Regions from separate parts of the Mus musculus genome. Here regions 1, 2, 3, 4, 5 and 7 are each linked to region 6. The links are chromatin contacts, called in public HiChIP or PLAC-seq, capture Hi-C and promoter capture Hi-C maps. All regions are on one chromosome and are shown on one strand. Each heading gives the region's core, a stretch centred on a gene start, on an enhancer-like site or on the middle of the called end of the contact. The rest is flanking DNA. Distances are from core to core; before and after follow the strand shown.

What was found. Promoter capture Hi-C pulls out the DNA fragments that hold promoters and counts their contacts. HiChIP or PLAC-seq counts read pairs in DNA pulled down with a chosen protein or histone mark. Capture Hi-C pulls out chosen DNA fragments and counts their contacts.
Region 1: a promoter capture Hi-C map of cranial neural crest shows a contact between it and region 6. The contact joins the promoter of Palm here to the promoter of Gatd3a in region 6. A contact is called at or near these places in 4 of 39 promoter capture datasets (cranial neural crest, hippocampal neurons, liver and 1 more).
Region 2: a contact with region 6 is called in a promoter capture Hi-C map of liver, with 2.5 times the contacts expected there. The contact joins the promoter of Polrmt here to the promoter of Gatd3a in region 6. A contact is called at or near these places in 2 of 39 promoter capture datasets (hippocampal neurons and liver) and 2 of 9 other capture datasets (adipose tissue and liver).
Region 3: a contact with region 6 is called in an H3K27ac HiChIP or PLAC-seq map of embryonic stem cells, with 6 times the contacts expected there. The contact joins the promoter of Shc2 here to the promoter of Gatd3a in region 6. A contact is called at or near these places in 2 of 39 promoter capture datasets (cranial neural crest and embryonic stem cells) and 2 of 115 datasets of contacts at active chromatin or transcription factors (both in embryonic stem cells).
Region 4: a contact with region 6 is called in a promoter capture Hi-C map of pre-B cells, with 4 times the contacts expected there. The contact joins the promoter of Pcbp3 here to the promoter of Gatd3a in region 6.
Region 5: a contact with region 6 is called in a capture Hi-C map of embryonic stem cells, with 8 times the contacts expected there. The contact joins the promoter of Hcn2 here to the promoter of Gatd3a in region 6. A contact is called at or near these places in 1 of 39 promoter capture datasets (hippocampal neurons), 1 of 115 datasets of contacts at active chromatin or transcription factors (pancreatic cancer cells) and 1 of 9 other capture datasets (embryonic stem cells).
Region 7: a contact with region 6 is called in a promoter capture Hi-C map of liver, with 3 times the contacts expected there. The contact joins the promoter of Med16 here to the promoter of Gatd3a in region 6. A contact is called at or near these places in 3 of 39 promoter capture datasets (cranial neural crest, liver and pre-B cells).

Annotation. Positions count from the first base shown.
Region 1 is chr10:79,792,312-79,795,011 of GRCm38.p6, forward strand. It overlaps Palm (paralemmin), which reads left to right and starts at 1,261. Exons shown (of 9, transcript NM_023128.4): 1 at 1,261-1,429. The coding sequence starts at 1,425. It also overlaps a transcript of Prss57 not described here.
Region 2 is chr10:79,745,136-79,747,835 of GRCm38.p6, forward strand. It overlaps Polrmt (polymerase (RNA) mitochondrial (DNA directed)), which reads right to left and starts at 1,446. Exons shown (of 21, transcript NM_172551.3): 1 at 1,330-1,446; 2 at 539-637. The coding sequence starts at 1,417.
Region 3 is chr10:79,636,483-79,639,182 of GRCm38.p6, forward strand. It overlaps Shc2 (SHC (Src homology 2 domain containing) transforming protein 2), which reads right to left and starts at 1,436. Exons shown (of 13, transcript NM_001024539.1): 1 at 967-1,436. The coding sequence starts at 1,368.
Region 4 is chr10:76,960,543-76,963,242 of GRCm38.p6, forward strand. Pcbp3 (poly(rC) binding protein 3) reads right to left here and starts at 1,405. Exons shown (of 16, transcript NM_021568.2): 1 at 1,206-1,405. It overlaps Gm35664 (a long non-coding RNA gene), which reads left to right and starts at 1,599. Exons shown (of 2, transcript XR_380584.1): 1 at 1,599-1,633; 2 at 1,834-2,060.
Region 5 is chr10:79,715,280-79,717,979 of GRCm38.p6, forward strand. It overlaps Hcn2 (hyperpolarization-activated, cyclic nucleotide-gated K+ 2), which reads left to right and starts at 1,355. Exons shown (of 8, transcript NM_008226.2): 1 at 1,355-1,940. The coding sequence starts at 1,390.
Region 6 is chr10:78,168,307-78,171,006 of GRCm38.p6, forward strand. It overlaps Gatd3a (glutamine amidotransferase like class 1 domain containing 3A), which reads right to left and starts at 1,449. Exons shown (of 7, transcript NM_138601.3): 1 at 1,289-1,449; 2 at 1,067-1,119; 3 at 503-616. The coding sequence starts at 1,423. It overlaps Pwp2 (PWP2 periodic tryptophan protein homolog (yeast)), which reads right to left. Exons shown (of 21, transcript NM_029546.2): 21 at 2,604-2,700.
Region 7 is chr10:79,907,625-79,910,324 of GRCm38.p6, forward strand. It overlaps Med16 (mediator complex subunit 16), which reads right to left and starts at 1,314. Exons shown (of 15, transcript NM_198107.2): 1 at 1,194-1,314; 2 at 1-32. The coding sequence starts at 1,271. R3hdm4 (R3H domain containing 4) reads right to left here. Exons shown (of 8, transcript NM_177994.5): 8 at 2,428-2,700. Gm24019 (a small nuclear RNA gene) reads left to right here and starts at 1,571; the gene lies at 1,571-1,677.

The DNA.
Region 1 (2,700 bases), core at 11-2,510, 1.6 Mb after region 6:
GTCGGGTGCTCTTACCCACTGAGCCATCTCACCAGCCCTAAATCTTAACTCACTTGCTTAGGAGACAAAGATAGTGTCCTGAATCCCCAGAGCATACAGTAAGAACTCAGTCATTCTCTTTTGACTGAAAAGACAGTGGTCCAGGAACATGGAAGATACCAGCTGTCAGTCTGAGCATCTAATAATGCAGGCTCAGCAAAATATAGCATTCAGCCTGTCTTTGTCAGTAAAGTTTTATTGACACACAGCATAGAGCCCATCAATGTTGATAAAGTTTTATTGACACAGAACCACTTCACAGATCTCCTCCAGCTCCTCTGGTGTTCATGATAAGTGTACTGTCCTTGCAACACAAACCACCTGGCCAACAATGCTGGCAGTGTTTACTATCTGGCCTTTTATCTGAAAAGTTCGCCTGACCCTCAGTGTGTCCAGGTGAGACGACACCGTTAGCCCTCTAGCATCTGAGGAGGTGGGATGGGCAGAGAGGTGAAAAGGCTGAGAAACAGACACAGAATCACACACCACTATACCGGTGAGCCCAGATCCAAACCCAGGGAAGATAGGTGTGGTGGTGCAGGCCTGGCTAAGGCAGTGGGTACTTTCAGGACAGCCTAGTCTACATATTAGTCTACATAATTTCAAAAGAAGTCCAAGGGAAAGTGGGTGGCTTGGCAGGAAGGCAGTGGAAGATGTCCTGGGACCTCCACGTGCACACAAAGTGAGCATACAGTCTCCAAAACCAAACCAAAGGACAACGACTCTATCAGAGAAGCGAATTTTGTGACTCACTCTCCCTGCGCTGCCCCAAGGCCCAGTGAGTGTCTAAGGCCAAGGAGCTGCAGTCCAGGCAGAAAGTCACATGGTGCACTCTCTGAGGGAGACAGGCCCTATGTCTTTCTTACTGTGGCTCTCCAGTGCCCTGGGAACAAAGTCTAAGTTCACCCAATACCCCTTTGCTCAGTCTGGCAGCATCACAGGGCTGACTAAACTCCTGAGTTCAGTAAACCATATCCAGCCATTGGCCCAGGCTGGGCCTCGTGCAGGAACTGAACCCCCTCAAGAGCTGCTGCTGTGGCTCTCTCGCGGGTCGGGGGTCCGACTTGGGGCCCTAAACTATATCAGGACTCCTTTCATTCCATGGAGAACTCAGGGTGACTGGGTCCGGGATCTCTGCGACGTTTTGGGGTGCAGCTGCGCGGTGCGGAGCGTCTGCGGCCAGCAGGAGGCGCGCGCGGGCGCGAGGGATACAGGGAACGCGCAGAGGCGGCGCGCACACGAGCCCACCCGGCCGCGCCCGGACAATACCCGGCGCGCTGGGGACGATGCCCGCCCCGGTGCCGCCCCCGCGCCGCACAGCCCCGGCCGCCAGGCCCTAGAGTCGGCCCTGCCCCGCGCTGCACCGCCCACGGACCTCGCGGGAGATGGAGTGAGTACCCGGCCGCGCGCGCTCTGACGCCCCAGGCCCCCAACGGGGAACCTAGAGGCGACGCGGGGAGACCGTGCCCAGCTGCAAAAGGGAAGGATCGAGCTGGGCCGCGCACTCCAGGCCTGGTCCCCAATCAAGCTGGAGGGGGGGGCACCTGGGTTGCACCACACATCTCTTGCAGGATGCAAAGGAGAGAGGCCCACGCGCGCGCAAGACCCTTTATCCAAGCTGGGCCACCTGTGGGTGGGCGCCCCCCCCCCAAGAGGCTGCGGGACTTCGGAAGTAATGGGACCCTTACTCAAGAGGCTGGGTGCTCCCCGCTTCCCCTCCCCCAGCTTCGGCTTGCTGCTCCTGGCGCTTCTGTCGGTCCTTCCTGCGCTCTGCCCTCCTCGTGGCCTCTTCTGGGTCCGCAGCCTCTTGGCCAAACCAATTCCGACCCCTTAGATGTCCTGAGTTGCCACTGGCTGGAGAGGTAGATTTCTGTGGAGAGCTAGGCGGGCGGTTCCCTGACAGAAGCTTTAATCAGATTTCCCCCTTTCCCTCTAAGAGTATCCCCTCCCCCTTCCCAGAAAAAGCGGGGACCAGATGGTGTGACTCAAAGGAGTGGCTGACTGAGGTTGAAAATGATGGTGGAACCCAGTCCCCAAACCTAGTCTGAGTGAGCTGGGGTCTGTTTGTGTGGGTTTGCGAAGCGATGGGCAGTGGAAGATTTCATACGCACCGGGGCCCGTTCAGGCATGCAGCCCGCTCTGGGCAACGTGAGGGTGTCCCCCAAGCCCCTTACTCCCACAGGTGGGAAAGATAGGTGGTCTAGGGGTGCTTGACAAGCCTGGTGGTAGGAAAACATCTTCTAGGTCACAAATCTGCCTGCTTGGTGTCTTGGGGCATCCCACACAGGGAGCCTGTCCTTACCGAAGCCAGGGCTGGGACAGAGCAGTCTGGCCAGCCCGACTTGGCTGGTGACCGCTCCCCCTGCCCTTCCCTCTCTGGGTGTGTTTTGTGCAAGACAACTTTCCTCTTGGGATTAACCCGTGACCCGCCACACCCTCCGATGGGTGGGAGCTGTCACATCCTTCCCTGGCCAAGAAGGCTGACACCCAGCCCTGGCGTCCTTTACTTCAGAAAGCCCAGACAAAGGCCTGGCTGCTCCTCCGCCCTGCCCCGGGAGCCCAGCCAGGGGCTCAGGGGAGCCAGGGCCTGCACTTGCCTGCCCCACATCCCCTGGCTTGTTTATCTGTTCTGCTGGCCTGGCCCAAGAGAGCCTCTGACAG
Region 2 (2,700 bases), core at 196-2,695, 1.6 Mb after region 6:
CAGGGGCAGAGGCAGGCAGACCTGAGTTCAAGGCCAGCCTGGTCTACAAAGCAGCCAGGACTTCCTACACAGAGAAACCCTGTCTCGAAAAACCAAGAAAGAAAAAAGAGAGAAAGAGAGAAGGGAGGAATGAGGAGAGAAAGAAAGAAAGAGGAAGGAAGGAAGGAAGACAGACAGGCAGGCCTGGCAGACAGGCTGGATTCCAGCTGCACCTCGACTCTGCAGGACTAAAACTGGAGACTTCTATGTCAGCATTCCAACAATGCAAATCCGGTATTGTTCAGGTGTATTTGGGGCCTCCACTGTCTTCCTAGAAGTGAGAGCCCCAGGTGGGAATCTGGAACTCAGGGAATGGAATTACAGCAGCTCCCAGAACCAGCACAAGAGGACCCACAGGACCACAGACAGGCCAGCCAGACAACACTGCTCAGTGGACTCTGGACCCCATTTTACATACTCCCTTGGAGTGGTCAGGTACAACGCAGAGCACACTCCCTCAAGGCTTCACTGTGGAGAAGGACTTAGGACACCAACTTACCTTCCAGCAGTTCAGCATGGCCCCACTCCCTCAGGACATGTTGCTCACGGGGACTGGCAGCGGAGCTCCTTCTTGAGCTGCAGAAGCCACCAAAAGTCCCTAGAAAGAGACATGAAGAATAAGAACACAGAAACCATCCTATCAAGTGGACACCGTGGCATGCACACTTATTACCCCAGGTCTCTGGAGGCTGAGGTGGGAGGGTCTCCAATTGGATTCCAGCCTGGGCTACAAAGGAAGTTCTAGGTTAAGCTAGTGTGAGTTCCTGCCTCAAACTTACGTCATGCCCAGAAAGAAATGGATCAAAAGACAAGGACTGCCAGGCATGGGATCTCAGAACTCAGGAGGTTGAAGCAGTAGGACCTGAGTTCAAATAAAGCATCCAGCATGAACCACATGGAAACACCATGGCTCAAAAAAAAAAAAAAAAAAAAAAAAAAAACACGCCCCGCCCACAAATAAATCCAGACCCAGAAAAAGACCAACTTCAAGGGCAGAACAGGCCAAAGCTATAAGGATCGGGGTGCAGGATCCAGCAAGAAGTACTCCTAACTAAAAGTAGCCAAAGGTCAATGCCAATATCCGTAAGTCCCCAACAGTGGGTCAGAGACATGGAAAAGCGAGCAACAATCAAAAGTCAAAGTGCCCTGCGGACCTAGAGAGACGTTGCCAACTAGTGCCCAGCTAAATGGGTCCCCAGAAACTCCTCCATAGGTCAAAGAACAAAGGTTGAAGGTGACCGGGATCCTAAGGAAGGGAAGATTATAGTCCTGGATCCGACACTCCTTTACCTTCCTCCGAAGGCGGGCGGTGGGGCCCAGGGGAGCGCAGAACCCGGCCAAGCCCGGCTGCGCTTCGGGTCCACCGGAGCGCCGACATGCCGCCTGCTGCCCGCAGTGCGCACGCGCACGCGCCGCCTGCAGGGAGCTGTAGTTCTGCGACTGCCGGAAGCGCTCTTAGGGTCTGTCCTGTGAGAGGAGTCGAAGGAGAACTACAACTCCCAAGAGGCAGCGGGCAGCGTGGCGGCAAGAGAGCATGCGCAGAAATACTCTTCTGATTCGTTCTTTTCATATCCAAGTTCCCTCTTTAGTTTTTATATTTTTTTGTTCTTTGATTGACTGGTTTCTGCTTTATTTTATTTGTTCATATATATGTGCGTAACATTTACATATGTGTATATATTATGTACTATATGCACATTTTTGGCACAAAGTCTCACTATTTAACCATGAATGTCCTGGAATTTAACAGGATTCCCTTGAACTCAACAGATATCCTCCTTATACTCCTGCTCTGCCACCCAGTACTGGGACTATAGTCGTGCGCCACCACGCCCAGTCCCTACCCTATTTGTTTCTCCTCCTCTTCCTCCTCCTCCTCTCTGCCTCTCTCTGTCTCTGTCTCTCTGTATGTATATGTGTTTGTGCAAATGGAATCAGGGCCGTAGAAAGATGGAAAAGACGTGTAAATAGTACCACATCGCGATTTCATTCATCCATCCATCCATTCATTCATTCACATTCACAGAGTCCCATGTAGCTCATGTTAGCTTCCAATTTACATGTATGAGAACTAATCTGGAAAGCCTGACCTTGCTGTCTTCTCCTTCCCAGTGTTGGACTAAGGGATCTATCTACACGTAGCCCAGGTTGGTTTCAAACTTCTAATGTGGCCAAAGATGACAGTGAATTCCTGATCCTCCTGCCTCCTAGCTCAGGAAGTGCCGGATGACAGATATGTGCTATCACGCACCAGCATTTTATATTTGAGACAGAATCTCACTAAATTTTCCAGGCTAATTCTGTAGCTCAGACAGTACCCTCCTGAGAAGACAGGACCTGGGCTCATTTTCTCAGTACTAGGGCTTCTACTGTCTGGAGCGCATCAGTGAGAGCTTTGGGTTTATAATCCCAGCCCTCTGGAGGTAAAGGCAGGCGGATTCAAATTTAAGCACATAAAATGCACATAAAACCTTGTCTCAATCAGGCAGTCGGGCAAGCAAACGGACAGATAAACAGACACACACACAAACTCAGAGCTGGGTGTGGTGGCACACACCGTTTTTGCTTTTGTTTTTGTTTTTTTAAAGATTTATTTATTTTATGTATCTGAGTACACTATCTCTGTCTACCAGAAGAGGGCATTGAATTCCATTACAGATG
Region 3 (2,700 bases), core at 186-2,685, 1.5 Mb after region 6:
GGCAGGAAGCCAGACTGGAGTGCCTGAGGTGAGCACCACACACCAGCTTTCTCTCAGCTCACCTTCACACACTGCACATACGGGCAGATGCTTGGATCGGAGAAGATAAAATGTCCCCAATGACTTGAGGGCACGTGGTACACCATCCCCCCACCCTTGCAAAGGTCACAATAGAAACCTGGGTAGGGGCTGGGGCTAAGCAGATACAGAGCTCAACTAACATGAAAAGGGCTGAGCTCCATCCCCAGCATCATAGGGAATGGGTGTGGTGGTGCATGACTGTCACCCTGGCTCTTGCAAAGTGGAAGCAGGAGGATCAGGAATGCAAGGTTATCCTCAGCTACATAGTGACTTCCAGGTCAGCCTGAGCTACATGAGACCCCGTTTCAAAAACAAAACAAAGAACAAAGGTCTGGAAGTGGTGACACTCATCTTAGCATCCCAATATTTGGGGTTGATAAGCCAGAATGATGGCCTGCAGCTGGAAGTCGCTATCCTCTGGCCAAATCCCTACCCCTTTCCACCTCTGCCAAAATAAAGGGGATAAACAAAGCCAGGCCCCTTCACTTCATCGGCTCTGATGTGGAATTTGGAACCCTGAGCCCTGAGCTTGAGTCCCCACTATAAGCCTGCAAAGTTGCTTTCTCCGGGGTCAGGGAACCCTCGGATACCTAGTCCTTATCTTAAGGACTCTCCCACCCAATAGCGGAGGGGGGGTGCGGCTAGCTTGCGCATGCGTGTGTCCCCTCCCTACCTGCGCCCTCTCCCCGCCCCTCCCCACGTGACGCCGTGAGAACCCGGACCCCAGCGCCTGCGAGTGGGGGCGGTCGAGAAGCGCGCGTACTGGAGACTGGGTTCCTGGGTTGTGGGGAGCGCTCACTTGGCTCTTGGGGTCCAAGAGACCAAACTGGGGGTGGGAGCGGTCCCCGACCACGGCGCGCCGGGAAAGAGGCTGAGCGCACTCACCCGAACGATGTAAGAGACCCCGGGCCCCAGGACCCTGGCATCGGGATGCAACCAGCCGTGCGCCGGCTTGTGAATGAAGCCGCCCTTGCGCACCCACTCGTCAGCGACATCCGGAGTCACCCGCGCGCCCCGCGTCCCCGAGCCCCGGCAGCGGCCGAGCGCGGGCAGCGGACAGGGCGCGGCGCAGCGCGGTTCGCAAGCGCCCAACACAGCGGCCAGCGCGGGGACCCCGGGCTCCGGCTGCGCCTCTGCCACCCCCGCCACGCGCGTCGCCGCGGGACCGCGGCCCAGGAAGCTACCCGGCGCTGCGAACTTCCACTGCGGCATCCGCGGCAGCAGTGCGCAGAAGGTGGTGGGCGCCTCGGGCTCGGGGGCCGCGCGGCCACCCGGACCCTGCGTCATGGCCGCGGCCGCCGAGGAGCCCCGGCTGAGCCTGGTCCAGAGCCGTGCGCTCCTCCCCGCCGAGTGATGTCACCGCTCCGCGCAGCGCGCAGCCGCGGGGGGCTACACTCCTGGGACCCCGACCCTGTTCTGGCAGCGCCGCCTCCGACCTAGCGCAGCCTGCCGGGGCTCCCCGAGGGAATGTCCAGTCAGGCTCAGACCGATGGGGAAACTGAGGACAGGGGTCGCATACACGGGGCGGGGCGCCATTCTTCAACTTCCAAGTCTCTGCCTTCACTCCAGCAGCATCCTATCCTCCCTTCTTTTCTTCTAAATAGAGAAACTAAGGCCTGAAGTCGCAGGTGCAGGGAGTGATCCCCTAACCCCGAGGCCACCCTTCACCACTGTTCCAGCAACATCCTGCCCTTCTTTACTTCTAAGTTGAGAAACTGAGGCCTGGCTTTGTAGAGCTATCCTCCGGCCCCTAAGTATCCCTTAAGCCACTGTTCCACCGGGTTTGCTCAGTGAGGAAACCGAGGGCTAGGGTAAGGATAAGGCACAAAAGGGAACTTGAGGTCTGGGTGGTAGAGGCAGGATGAGACTATCCGGGTCCTTGACACGTTCAGTCATATCCTGCCCAACTTTACTTCTAAATAGGGTCCAAATAGGGCCTGGGCCAGTGCACAGGCTGGGGTCCAGGACAAGAGAACCTCAGACTCAGAGGGTACCCCCTCCAACTGAACCTTCTTTACTGGTTAGTGGGAAAACTGAACCCTGGAGCAAGGCCAAGGCTTAAAGGGAAACTGAGGCCTGGAAGTGAAGCAAGTGCCCAGGACACCGCGGGTGGCGCTGCGTCTGGAGAAGTCTAAAGGTGACCATGGGTCGCTTCTGCTGGCTCCTGGCCTGTTTCCTAGGCTGTAAGCAAAGGACATCCATCGGTTCTTTGGGTTCATATTGGAACCCGAGGGTCAGAACTCTCAGGCCTGCCAACAGCCCCAGCCCAGGCTCAAGAGACCTCGGAGACACCGATTCAGACCCCAAGGGGATTCCTTCTGTGAGGGAAGGGGTTGTCATCATCACCCTGCCTCTGTCCCCCGCCCTTTCCAGGACAGTACTGCCGGGAAACAAAGAGAAGAGTGCTGGGCGGGGCAGGGTGCGGAGGAGGGGCAAGGCCGGCCAGATCGATGCGAGAGAAACTAGATCACTGCCTGTGGAGGGGGCGGAGGCGCGCGCGCCTGGCTCTCAGCCACTTCCACACAGGCACTCTCAGGAGCCCAGCCAGGTCGCCTTTGGTGTTGTCTGCTGGAAGAGGAGCGCCACTGGGCTGAAGTCTGAAAAATGGCTGTAGAATCT
Region 4 (2,700 bases), core at 155-2,654, 1.2 Mb before region 6:
GAGAGAGAGAGATTGAGAACCGGCGCCTGTCTAGTCTACCTGTTCAGGCTCTAATGAATGGTGCGGGGAAAACCTGAGGAGAACTGAGAGGAAAGAAGAAAACAGAAGACCACGGTGGAGGGGAGAGGAGAAAAGGCCGCACCCTGCCCTCGCCCCACATCCATCCTCTGGGCTTCCTTTTTTTTTCCTCCCCAGCTCGTCTCAATCACAAGACATCCGTCTAAGCCTTGCAAGTCCCAGTGAGATCACAGCTATTGTGTGTTGACCCGAAAGCCTGCAGCGTAATGTGCCCACTAACAACTTCTGAATTTAGGGAGGGAGTAAAGAGGCCTGGGTTTTCCTGAGTGGCTCTACCCCGACCCCCGACGTAGGCCAGGGCCAGTTACCGTCAGACTTTCACAAGGACCCTAGGCCGTGCCTGAATCCAAGAACAGGCAAGACCATGCAGAGCTGGAGAGTGAGCCCCTCACTGGAAACTTCTGTCTAGGACCCTGTTCTGGCCCCAGCTCCAAGCCCAAGGGGCTATCAAGAACTACTCTATTCCGGGAGCCCGACCCTCGGCCCCACACTTCCCCACCCACCCACCCACCTCTTTCTCCCTCTCTCTAAGTAATTCCTGCCTCAGCCTAGGACCCCGGTCACAGCCTGGGAAGCTGCTTCCCTTGACCCTTTGCTCAGCCTGATACACATGCCTCTGGGATTCCCATCTTCAGTCCTCCGACCATCGCTTTGGCCTGGGATACCCCCACCCTGCTTTAAGCCTGGGACTCTGCACTAAGCCCTGGAACCTCAGCCTTGAGCCCTCAGAGCTCGGTACTCAGTCCTAGATCCCCGCCCTCAGCCTAGGACCTTGGTCTTGGCCTGGGACCCCTACCTTCAGCCCGGGACCCCCGCCCTCAACCTGGTACCCCCTATTCTCTCCCAGGACCTCCGCCCTCAGCCTGGGACCCTCACCTCAGCCTGGAATCCTCGCCTCAGCTTGGGACCCTCGCCTCAGCCTAGGATCCCGGCCCTAGTACTGAGATCGCCAACCTCAACCCTTCCCCCAGGATCCCCAACACCCCAGCTCGAATGAAGTTTTCTGACTGCGAACTGTCCGGTCCTCTGGCCTTTGGAGGGGTCTCGGCCGGCCTGGGACGCGGCATGCGAGCTACCTCCGCGCTGGACCCCCCCACACACACTTCAACCCGCCGCCACTCACTCACCTGCCCCGCCGCGGACAGGGAGGCCGCGGACCAGGTAGAGCCTATGCTGCCGGTCGGGTGGGGCAGAGGAGGCGTACACGGCGCGACGCGAAGCCCGATGCGACCCAGCGGCGGCCGCGGCGTCTCCTAGCTCAGGCGACGGTAAGCAGCGCCTCGAGCTCTGGCCGAAGCACTGCGCGCGGCGAGGACCCGCCCCCTCCGTGCAACCAGCCACTCCTGCGCAGCCCGCCGCCTCTGGCCCCGCCCCCGCTCAAGGGCAGGGCCTGAGAAAGCGGGCGCCGGGAGCCAATGGAGCTGCGAAACGGTGACCATCACAGCCAATCAGGGCACGGAAAGCTCTCCGGCTAGAAGCCGTTTAGCGTCGAAGGGCGGTTAGGGTTGGGCGGGGCCCCACTCTGGGGCTGGGAGGAGGCGGGGCTTCTGGAAAGGTTAGTCAACTGGCGGGGGCGGGGACAGTACGGGGCGGGGCCAGGGCCGGGCCTGGGGCGGGGCCTCCAGAAGGCTAGAGGGAAGGGAGTGGATGCTTGGTTGTGAGATGGCTGCGGGGCCTGCATCCTCTGCAAGTGTTTGGCACACGCAGCTAGCGGGAGACTGCAGACACCCAGTCTCGCACGCGCTGATATTCTAGGGAGGTCAGTTGGACCCACAGCCTTCGCGACTATGTGGGCCTGATCCGTTGACCGCAGCCCTTCGCGGGTGCCCCTCTCTGCTTGGAAGCCTTTGAAAGCCAACACAGCCCAGACTGTAGAACTTGTGTTTAGGTTCTGGGCCTGCACACCTGTCCACAAGCGATTCAAAGCCGATGGAAGAACTGGCTGTGGTAGTGGCTGTGGGAAAACATGTCATGTTGTTGTTGTTGTTGTTGTTATCTTTTGTGCACCTTTCCTCAGAGGTGTCCTGCTCTATTTTGTGTCAATTAACTATCGTTTTCATCGGACTAAACTTCCTTCATCTGATTGCTCTCTATTAGCTTAGGCTTATTCCTTTCTGCACACCACGAAGGTAAAGGAACCAGGCCAACTTGTAATTCCAGTACTGATAGAAGCTGCGAGTCCTGGGAACTCTGCCTTCCATCAGTACCTAGATACCCAGGAGCCCAGGGTCATCCTTCCTGGCTTCCTGAAGCAACCTGAACCAGCCAGAGAAGGCCTCTTTGGACTTGGAAATCAAGCTTTGCCCTTCATAGGTGGAGAGAGTGATCCACATGTTTACCTCCAGACTTTCGAGAAGCATCTCTGGGAAACAGAGTTGCTTCTTTGTTGTCATATGAACAGACGGGTGAGCAGAGAAGTGGGTTGAGGGTGACATTCTAGCTGAGATGACAAAACTCATCCCGCCCTGAGCCTCAAACCCACCAATGACTCACTTCGGTGCCAATAACGATATATCATACATGCAAAGGGGTGTATACATAGCTCTGTCCCCTCATCCCTCCACCTGTTACAATCACGATCTCTATGGTAGAGTCAGGAAGACTCCGTAGGTCTGAAACCTC
Region 5 (2,700 bases), core at 105-2,604, 1.5 Mb after region 6:
AGGGGCAGCTCCAGAGTCCCCGGGGTCGGGGCAGCCCATCTGTGTCAGATGAGGGCATGCAGCTGGCATGGCACATCCAACATCACTGGACACCTACTGTGAGCAGACAGAAGTCATAGCCCCATTCTTGAGACACTCAACCAATAGCTAAATATGAGGTCAGGCCAGAAACAGTGAAGGCTGTAGGGACCTTGATGACCCATAAAGGGCTGGAAGGGTCCAAGAGAAGTTAAGAGGGACCCAGAAGATCTAAAAGGGTCTAGAAAGGGTCCAGAAGCATCCAGGGGAGTTTGTAAAAGGTCAGAAGGATTTAAGTGAACTTAGGGTCCAGGGAAATAAGGGAGAATCTAAGGATGCCCAGAGGGGACATAAGAAGGTCCCAAGAGTCTCCTGAATGAGAACTTTCTTCCCACCAGTTCACAGCTATTCTTCCCCTGTATTTCCTCCCTTCTCCCCAACATCCTGTCATAAAATCCTCTCCACTCTTTGGTGAAGAAGGGTGGGAATTTAGAGTCAGAACTAGTGTCACCTGGCTCCAGCCTCAGGCCACAGCCTTAGGACCCCCAGGAGCCAATGTCTCCCCGGACCTGGGGTAAAGTGTGGAATGTAACTGATGCCTGAGTCAAGGTGGCAGAGAGTAGGGGTCGGGTATATGTACAGAGGCAGAAGTTGAACCAGGATCCCCTGGAGACCGCTAAGGACTACCTAACCTGGGATCCTCACTTTTTAAGGGAGAAGTCGCCAGAAGCCACAGGAGTCTTGCTACTGTTTTTGTTGCCTGACCATGCCTCAGTTTCCCCACAAGTAGGGCTTGGAGATGGGCTGAGATTAGAACCCAGAATGATCTCAGCCCTTCTCACAAATATTCATAGGTTTCTGCCTTGGAGGCGGTGAAAGCGACAGAGCCAGAGATATGGTAGCCTCCGGGAACACACTTTTATTATGGAATCTGCCACCTTGAACCGAGAAAGGAGTTGGCACCCGAGGGGTGAGCGTCAGCGGTTGCCCCGCCCGCGGTGTCCTCGAGATCGCGGAGGAACCCCAGAGTGGACCAGGGCTTGGTCTGCATCGTGCGTCAAGGCAGGGGCCCGCCGGCTGGGCTCTGTGACCTTGGGTTCGTCCTTGGCCTCAGTTTCCCCCTGGGGAACCGAGCCTGAGCGCATCTCCAAGGTCTCAAGGGGCTGACTGACCTTGAGCCTGCTTGCTGGCCAGAGCCTCAGTTTCCCCATCCATCCCTGTGTGGGGTGAGGGTGGTTCAGGTGGAGGCGGGGCTCCCGCCCCCGCCCCTCCCCCGCAAGCAGAGGCTCCACCCCCGGCTCCGCCCTCCCTCGGGCTCGGCCGGCGGCGGCGGCGGCCGCTCCGCTCCGCACTGCCCGGCGCCGCCTCGCCATGGATGCGCGCGGGGGCGGCGGGCGGCCGGGCGATAGTCCGGGCACGACCCCTGCGCCGGGGCCGCCGCCACCGCCGCCGCCGCCCGCGCCCCCTCAGCCTCAGCCACCACCCGCGCCACCCCCGAACCCCACGACCCCCTCGCACCCGGAGTCGGCGGACGAGCCCGGCCCGCGCGCCCGGCTCTGCAGCCGCGACAGCGCCTGCACCCCTGGCGCGGCCAAGGGCGGCGCGAATGGCGAGTGCGGGCGCGGGGAGCCGCAGTGCAGCCCCGAGGGCCCCGCGCGCGGCCCCAAGGTTTCGTTCTCATGCCGCGGGGCGGCCTCCGGGCCCTCGGCGGCCGAGGAGGCGGGCAGCGAGGAGGCGGGCCCGGCGGGTGAGCCGCGCGGCAGCCAGGCTAGCTTCCTGCAGCGCCAATTCGGGGCGCTTCTGCAGCCCGGCGTCAACAAGTTCTCCCTGCGGATGTTCGGCAGCCAGAAGGCCGTGGAGCGCGAGCAGGAACGCGTGAAGTCGGCGGGGGCCTGGATCATCCACCCCTACAGCGACTTCAGGTGCCGCCTCCGGGAGGGGCCCGTCCTTGGCGCGCCCGGGAGAGGGCGGGGCGCCACGTCCCGGATGGTGACCTCGGGGTGGTGGCAGTTCGAGTCACCGGGCCGAGGATGGGGGGTAGTCCCCTCGCGGTGACCTCGGGCTCGACCCGGACCCACCCCCGAGGGACCCTGGTGTGCAGAGGGTCCGCCCTTTTGGAGGCCTGGAGTGAGGGGGTCCTTGGCGCTCCCCCTCCCGCGCGCCCTAGTTGCAGTGGGCGAGAACCGCGGCCTCAGGGCCAGGGTCTGAGCGCATAGGGGTGGAGAGGACGAATAGAGGGGAACGTGGGTGCCCGTAGGCCGCGGAGCAGAAATGAGGGTGGAAAGATGGGTAGAAAGGAGAAAGGAAGAAAAAGGAGGAGGAAGGAAAAGAAGGGAAGGAAAGAAGGAAGAAATAAGGAAGGACGCATGGGAAAGGACGCGCTCGGGAGGCCTCGGGGAGGGCGTTATTAAGCGGGCGCCTCGCGTTCCCACGGTCTCCACTTGCGCCCGGGGCGGGCGCGTTCCGAGTACCCACACATCCCGGGTGTGTGGCTACGGACGTGGCCTGAGTTGGCTGCTGCGTGCAGCGAAAGAAGCTGGCGTAGGGCCATGACCCGAGTGTTTGCGTCTGTCTCTCCTTTCCGAGCGAGCTTGTGATGTGATGCCCGAGAGGGTCCTGGGGAGGCGTGTTTCGGTGGATCAAGGGGAGGCGTGTCCCTAGAGGTGTGGCTGGTGGGTCTCT
Region 6 (2,700 bases), core at 199-2,698:
TGTATATAGTGAGTTCCAGGCCTGTGAGGGCCAAACAGACTCTGTCTCAAACAAACAACAAAAACAAAAACCCGAGGCAGTGGTGGAGTATGCCTCTTATCCCAGCACTCAGTAGGCAGAGGCAGGAGGATCAGAGTTCAAAGCCAGCCTGGTCTACAGAGTGTGTTCCAGGACAGTCTCTCTACATAGAGAAACTTTGGGAAAACAAAACAAAACAAACAACCCCTCCCTGCCAAAAACAAAGCAACAAGATAAAGGGAACACAGTACCACACAGGGACTAGCCAGAGCAGAGCATGACCACCTCACACCCAAAGGCTACTGCTACCCCTGTAACGGTCACGGGGAGGTCAGAAACATTTGGCCCATGGCCATGTATTTCCAGAACAGCCGGATGACAGTTGCTTTGAGGGACAGACACTTGATCACATAATCAGGAAGGCTACAGTACAGGAGCTGCTCATGGGAACAGGGCTCTTGTAAGGTCCTTTCCCTACCCATACCTGCTTTCCCTCTCAGAAGGCTCCCCCTTGGTGTGGTCAATCACGTGCATCTGAGGGACATCGGGAGCAAAGATCTGGACCTCAGCCCCGCCTCGGCTCAGGTGCACCAGGATCCTATATGAAGAAAATCCACAAAGACATCACTTCCAAATGTGTCCTCCGGCCTCACAGCATGACGATTTTACAGATGGACTGGCACCAAGTGCTGGGGAATTCCTAGTTTATAGGACACCTAGTTGCTTTTACGAAGGCACGGCTCCTGCCGCTTACAGACTTCTGCAAGGTAAGGGTAGAACCAGAATAAGTAGGCAAGGCATCCTTTTACTGACTGATGAGCAGCGAGGGTTGTTGACTCCGCAGGTGTTGCATTTTGGGTATGTTCAAGACCCCAGCTTGCTGCCAGGCATTCTGCCTTCACCCAGGGTCCGGGTGGCATCTTTTGTGTCTTGGCTGTGCTAACTTTGGCTTTGGACTTATCACGATGTGAACCCACTGCGCTTGGTCACCCTCTGGCCATTTCTGCCTTTTAAACCAAGAGAGTGTTTACAAACTCTGAGGACTTACGCTGAGGCCTCATGGATCTCGGTTCCGTCATAGACTCCACAGCCCGACAGCACCTGCAGGAAGAGAGGCACTGACGAGGGCGAGGGCCCAACACGCAATTACCGAGGGAGGGGAGGCTGAACCCCACCAAGAGCCGACCTTGGGCGGACAGCTGGTCGACCCCAGGCTGCGGGGACCTAGCAAGGGAAGGCACTCGGCCTGGGAGTCTGGCTCTGCACTCACCAACGCCACCCTGGCCCCGGGCCGCGGTGCGGAGCTGTGAAGGGCTGCGCGCTGGGAGGGAGCCCGGTGGTATCTGGAGAGCGGTAGGAGCGCAGAAGCCAGCCTTGGCGCCACCAAAACCCTGACGGCAGCCATCACGAAGGGCAGCCAGCCACAGTGGTGTCAGGAGAACGTGCGCCGTGGGGCGGGGTCGCGCCTGGCCAATGGAGGAGCGCGTAACAACCCCTTTCTGGAGAGGGCCAGTGGGTGGGGCCGCGCCTGCGCAGTGACCGACGGCGTACGGGAAACCCAGCACCTTTTTCCCTGGAGGACTAGCGGGAGGGAGGGGCCACAGATCTCAGGACACGCCCCCCCTCACCTAAGAGACCGGTTGGCTGGACTTCTCCAGCTCAATGACCGACCGAGCTGGGACACGCCTCTTCTCGGTTTTGAGAGGGCAAGCAAGCAAGTATGCCAGGTTAGGACCTTCCTGCGATCGACCTTGTTGAGCGGCCCGGTCTGCCTAGTTAATGTTTGAAGGGCGCTCATCTTGGTGTAGGCCACCTTGACTACCTATTGCAATTCCAGTCTATGCAATGACTAAAAACTGATTTTAAATAACGGGGTCAGAGCAAGCCCCGCGCCCTCACGGTGCAATCGTAAATTGCTCCTGCCATTGTGTTCTGGGTACCTCTGCAGCTTCCTCACAGGCCACAGTTCTGCCAGTCACGATTCAGTGAAGAGCTGAGCTGAGCATCGTACCTTCCATTTCCTATTTTGAATCAATGTGATTGCTATAGTTGCATACAGTCCGGTGTCCATCGGGGTAATGACCAGATAACTCCCAGAGTTTCACTGCCTCTCCCTAGCCACAGTGAAGGCTGTCAAAGGTGACCTGGCTTCTCTCAACTCCTAGGGATAATTAGCTGCTGGGTGTTCCCATCTTAAGATGGGAACCCTTTCACATTTAGGAGACATTTAGGCCTGGGATGCACAGTATATGCAGAAGCCAGGGAGCATACAGAAGTGGGTTTGGTGGCCCAACACCATTACAGCGAGTCAGGGATTATTCAGTTTCAGGGGACAGTAGTTGGGGGGAGGGGTGGAGCAGTGTCAGGCAATTTGCATCTGGCTGTCCACAGGGGTGGAGTGGGCATGGTTACCACGGAGCAGACTTGTAAAATACTCCAAACTGAGCCCAGTTTCTGGTATGAGAATTAAACTGGATGAGATGTATGAGATGTATGGTGATGGCTGAAGCATGGTTCAGCACTACTTGCCTGCCCTTCCCTGGGCCCTCAGTTCCACATTCATACCACACACAGACAAAACCAGTAAAGCTTCATAAAACTGTATTTGTACTGCAGATGGGGATCCCAAGATGGCACCAAAACAAGCGGGTCCTTGTCTGGGCGGCCAGGGGCCTGGCTGTC
Region 7 (2,700 bases), core at 64-2,563, 1.7 Mb after region 6:
ATACCCACCGCACCCAGCACGGTCCCTGGCTCCTGGGGAAAAGGGAGGCAGTGCTCTATAGCAGCTCCCAGCTAAAGGGTGTCTAGAATGTTCTCCAGCGAGAGCCCTGCTATAAAATCCATGATGCCCCGCCTGGGGTCACTCCTCCCTAGGCAACCCAGATCAGCCTGAGCTCAGCCTACAAACGCTAAGCACCCTCCACACACACAACCGGGCCCACCCCTACCACTTCAGTCTGGGCCTCAGTCTACACTCTAGTTCAGTCTCCAAGCCTTGCCTGGGACCTAGTAGCTTAGACCCCGCAGCAGCCCATGCCACACAATACTCTCAACAAGTTAACATCCAAGGCTCAAATTCTGAGCCTTTTTTTGTTTTTTTTTTTTTGAGACAGGGTTTCTCTGTGTAGCCCTGGCTCTCCTGGAACTCACTCTGTAGACCAGGCTGGCCTCGAACTCTGAAATCCGCCTGCCTCTGCCTCCCAAGTGCTGGGATTAAAGGCGTGCGCCTGGCAAAAAGCCTGAGTCTTTTTTTTTTTCTTTTTGGTTTTTCGAGACAGGGTTTCTCTGTATAGCTCTGGCTGTCCTGGAACTCACGTTGTAGACCAGGCTGGCCTCGAACTCAGAAATCCGCAGCCTCTGCCTCCCAAATGCTGGGATTAAAGGCGTGAACCACCACACCCGGCTAAATCCTGAGTCTTAACACACACACCTCCACCACCTCCCGCCCAAGCTCGTTAAGCTCCACCCACATTGTCTAATCACCCTAGGCTCCGCCTCCAAACCAAACTGGTAAATTCAGCCTCAGTTTCTGCTCAGCTTGTGACTACTAGGTCACCTCTCTGCATCGATCTCAGATCTTTAGCACCCCCAACCCCGGCCCACCTTAGACTCCGCTCCCTAGGCCACATCCCTCTCTATCAGTCTTATTTCTTCAGACTCTGCCCCTCCATCCAACTTCTGAACTCAGGCCACGCCCCTCCCAGGGAGGCTCAGCCCCTCGGACCACGCCCCCTCCTCAACCCCGTCGCCTTAGGCTCCCCCTATTCACATCCCTCCCACAACGGCCTCTACCCAGCAAGCTTTGTTCCCAGGCCCGCCCTCTGACCCCGCAAGCCCCGCCCCTCGGCCTTCCGCTCGCGGTTTTAGCCTGAAACGCACCAGCCACGAGTCCCGTACCCCGCACGCCGTACTAACCTGTCCGCCCCGGGCGCCCAGTCGGCCCGGCGGCCGCGGTCCACACTCGCCCCAACGCCCGGGATCCGACGCCGCCATCTCTAGGCCCGCGCCGGCCCCCTCGCACAGACTTGTGGGAGAAGCTCGGCTACTCCCCTGCCCCGGTTAATTTGCATATAATATTTCCTAGTAACTATAGAGGCTTAATGTGCGATAAAAGACAGATAATCTGTTCTTTTTAATACTAGCTACATTTTACATGATAGGCTTGGATTTCTATAAGAGATACAAATACTAAATTATTATTTTAAAAAACAGCACAAAAGGAAACTCACCCTAACTGTAAAGTAATTGTGTGTTTTGAGACTATAAATATCCCTTGGAGAAAAGCCTTGTTTGTGCTCGCTTCGGCAGCACATATACTAAAATTGGAACGATACAGAGAAGATTAGCATGGCCCCTGCGCAAGGATGACACGCAAATTCGTGAAGCGTTCCATATTTTGTTCCTCAGAGGAACTGACAAGCACCCTAACATCCTATTGGAGGCTCACTCACGTTTTTTCTATTTTGTTTCTTGACAGCAGAGCTCGTTGCTCACTGTATAGCTCAGGTTGGCCTGACACTGATGAGGTTCTCCAGTGACTGCCTCTACCTACCTACTGGGATGACAGAGGTGTACCACCAAGCCACGGGCTCCTGTGTGAGTGTGTGTGTGTGTGTATAAGTGTGCCTTCCACAGTGCACGTAAGAGGACAAGGAGTTGGTTCTTGCTCTCAGATCATCAAGCTTGGCGGCAAGCACCTTAACGTGCTTAACCATTTTGCTGGCCCTCAAGTGACTGTTGTTTGAGGCAGGGTCTCACTGTATGGCCCTGGCTATGTAGACTAGCTGGCCTTGAACTCACAGAGATCCATCAGCCTCTGGCTCCTGAGTGCTAGGATTCAGAGGTGTCCAACAATGAGACCTGTCTACCACATGGCCCAGGCTGGCCTCAAAATCACTTGTCACTGGTCACCATGTGGTTTAAATGGTGCTGGGGATGGAACCCAGGGCTTTGAGCATGCTAACCAATTGCTTTCCCCATCGAACCCCAACCTGGCACCTCATCTTTAAGCATTTTACATGTTGTAAAATGAACTAATGTTATAGAGACTTTGAGGTTCCCCCGTGTCCAGCTTGCTAGCTCGTGCCCTCAGTGATCTCCCAGTCTCACCCACCCCCACCAAACCTAAAGACAAACACGGGGACAGGACTCGAGCACCAAGGCTTTATTAAAATCGTCCCTTTCCCCCAAGCTCAAAGAATCACACAGAAGGGGAAGGGAAGGAGGGCCAGGCCTGCTGAACATATAAGACCTCTGCAGTGACCACAGCTATGCTGAGCAGCAGAGGGGACAGGGGAGGGGACAGGGAACACAAGGTCAGAGGCTTCTGGCTGGAAGTCCTGGACCCCTGGCATAAGGAGAGGGGAGAAGGAGGAGGAGAGGACAGTCTGAAAGGCAGGCAGGGCCTAGGGAGCTGGGGACA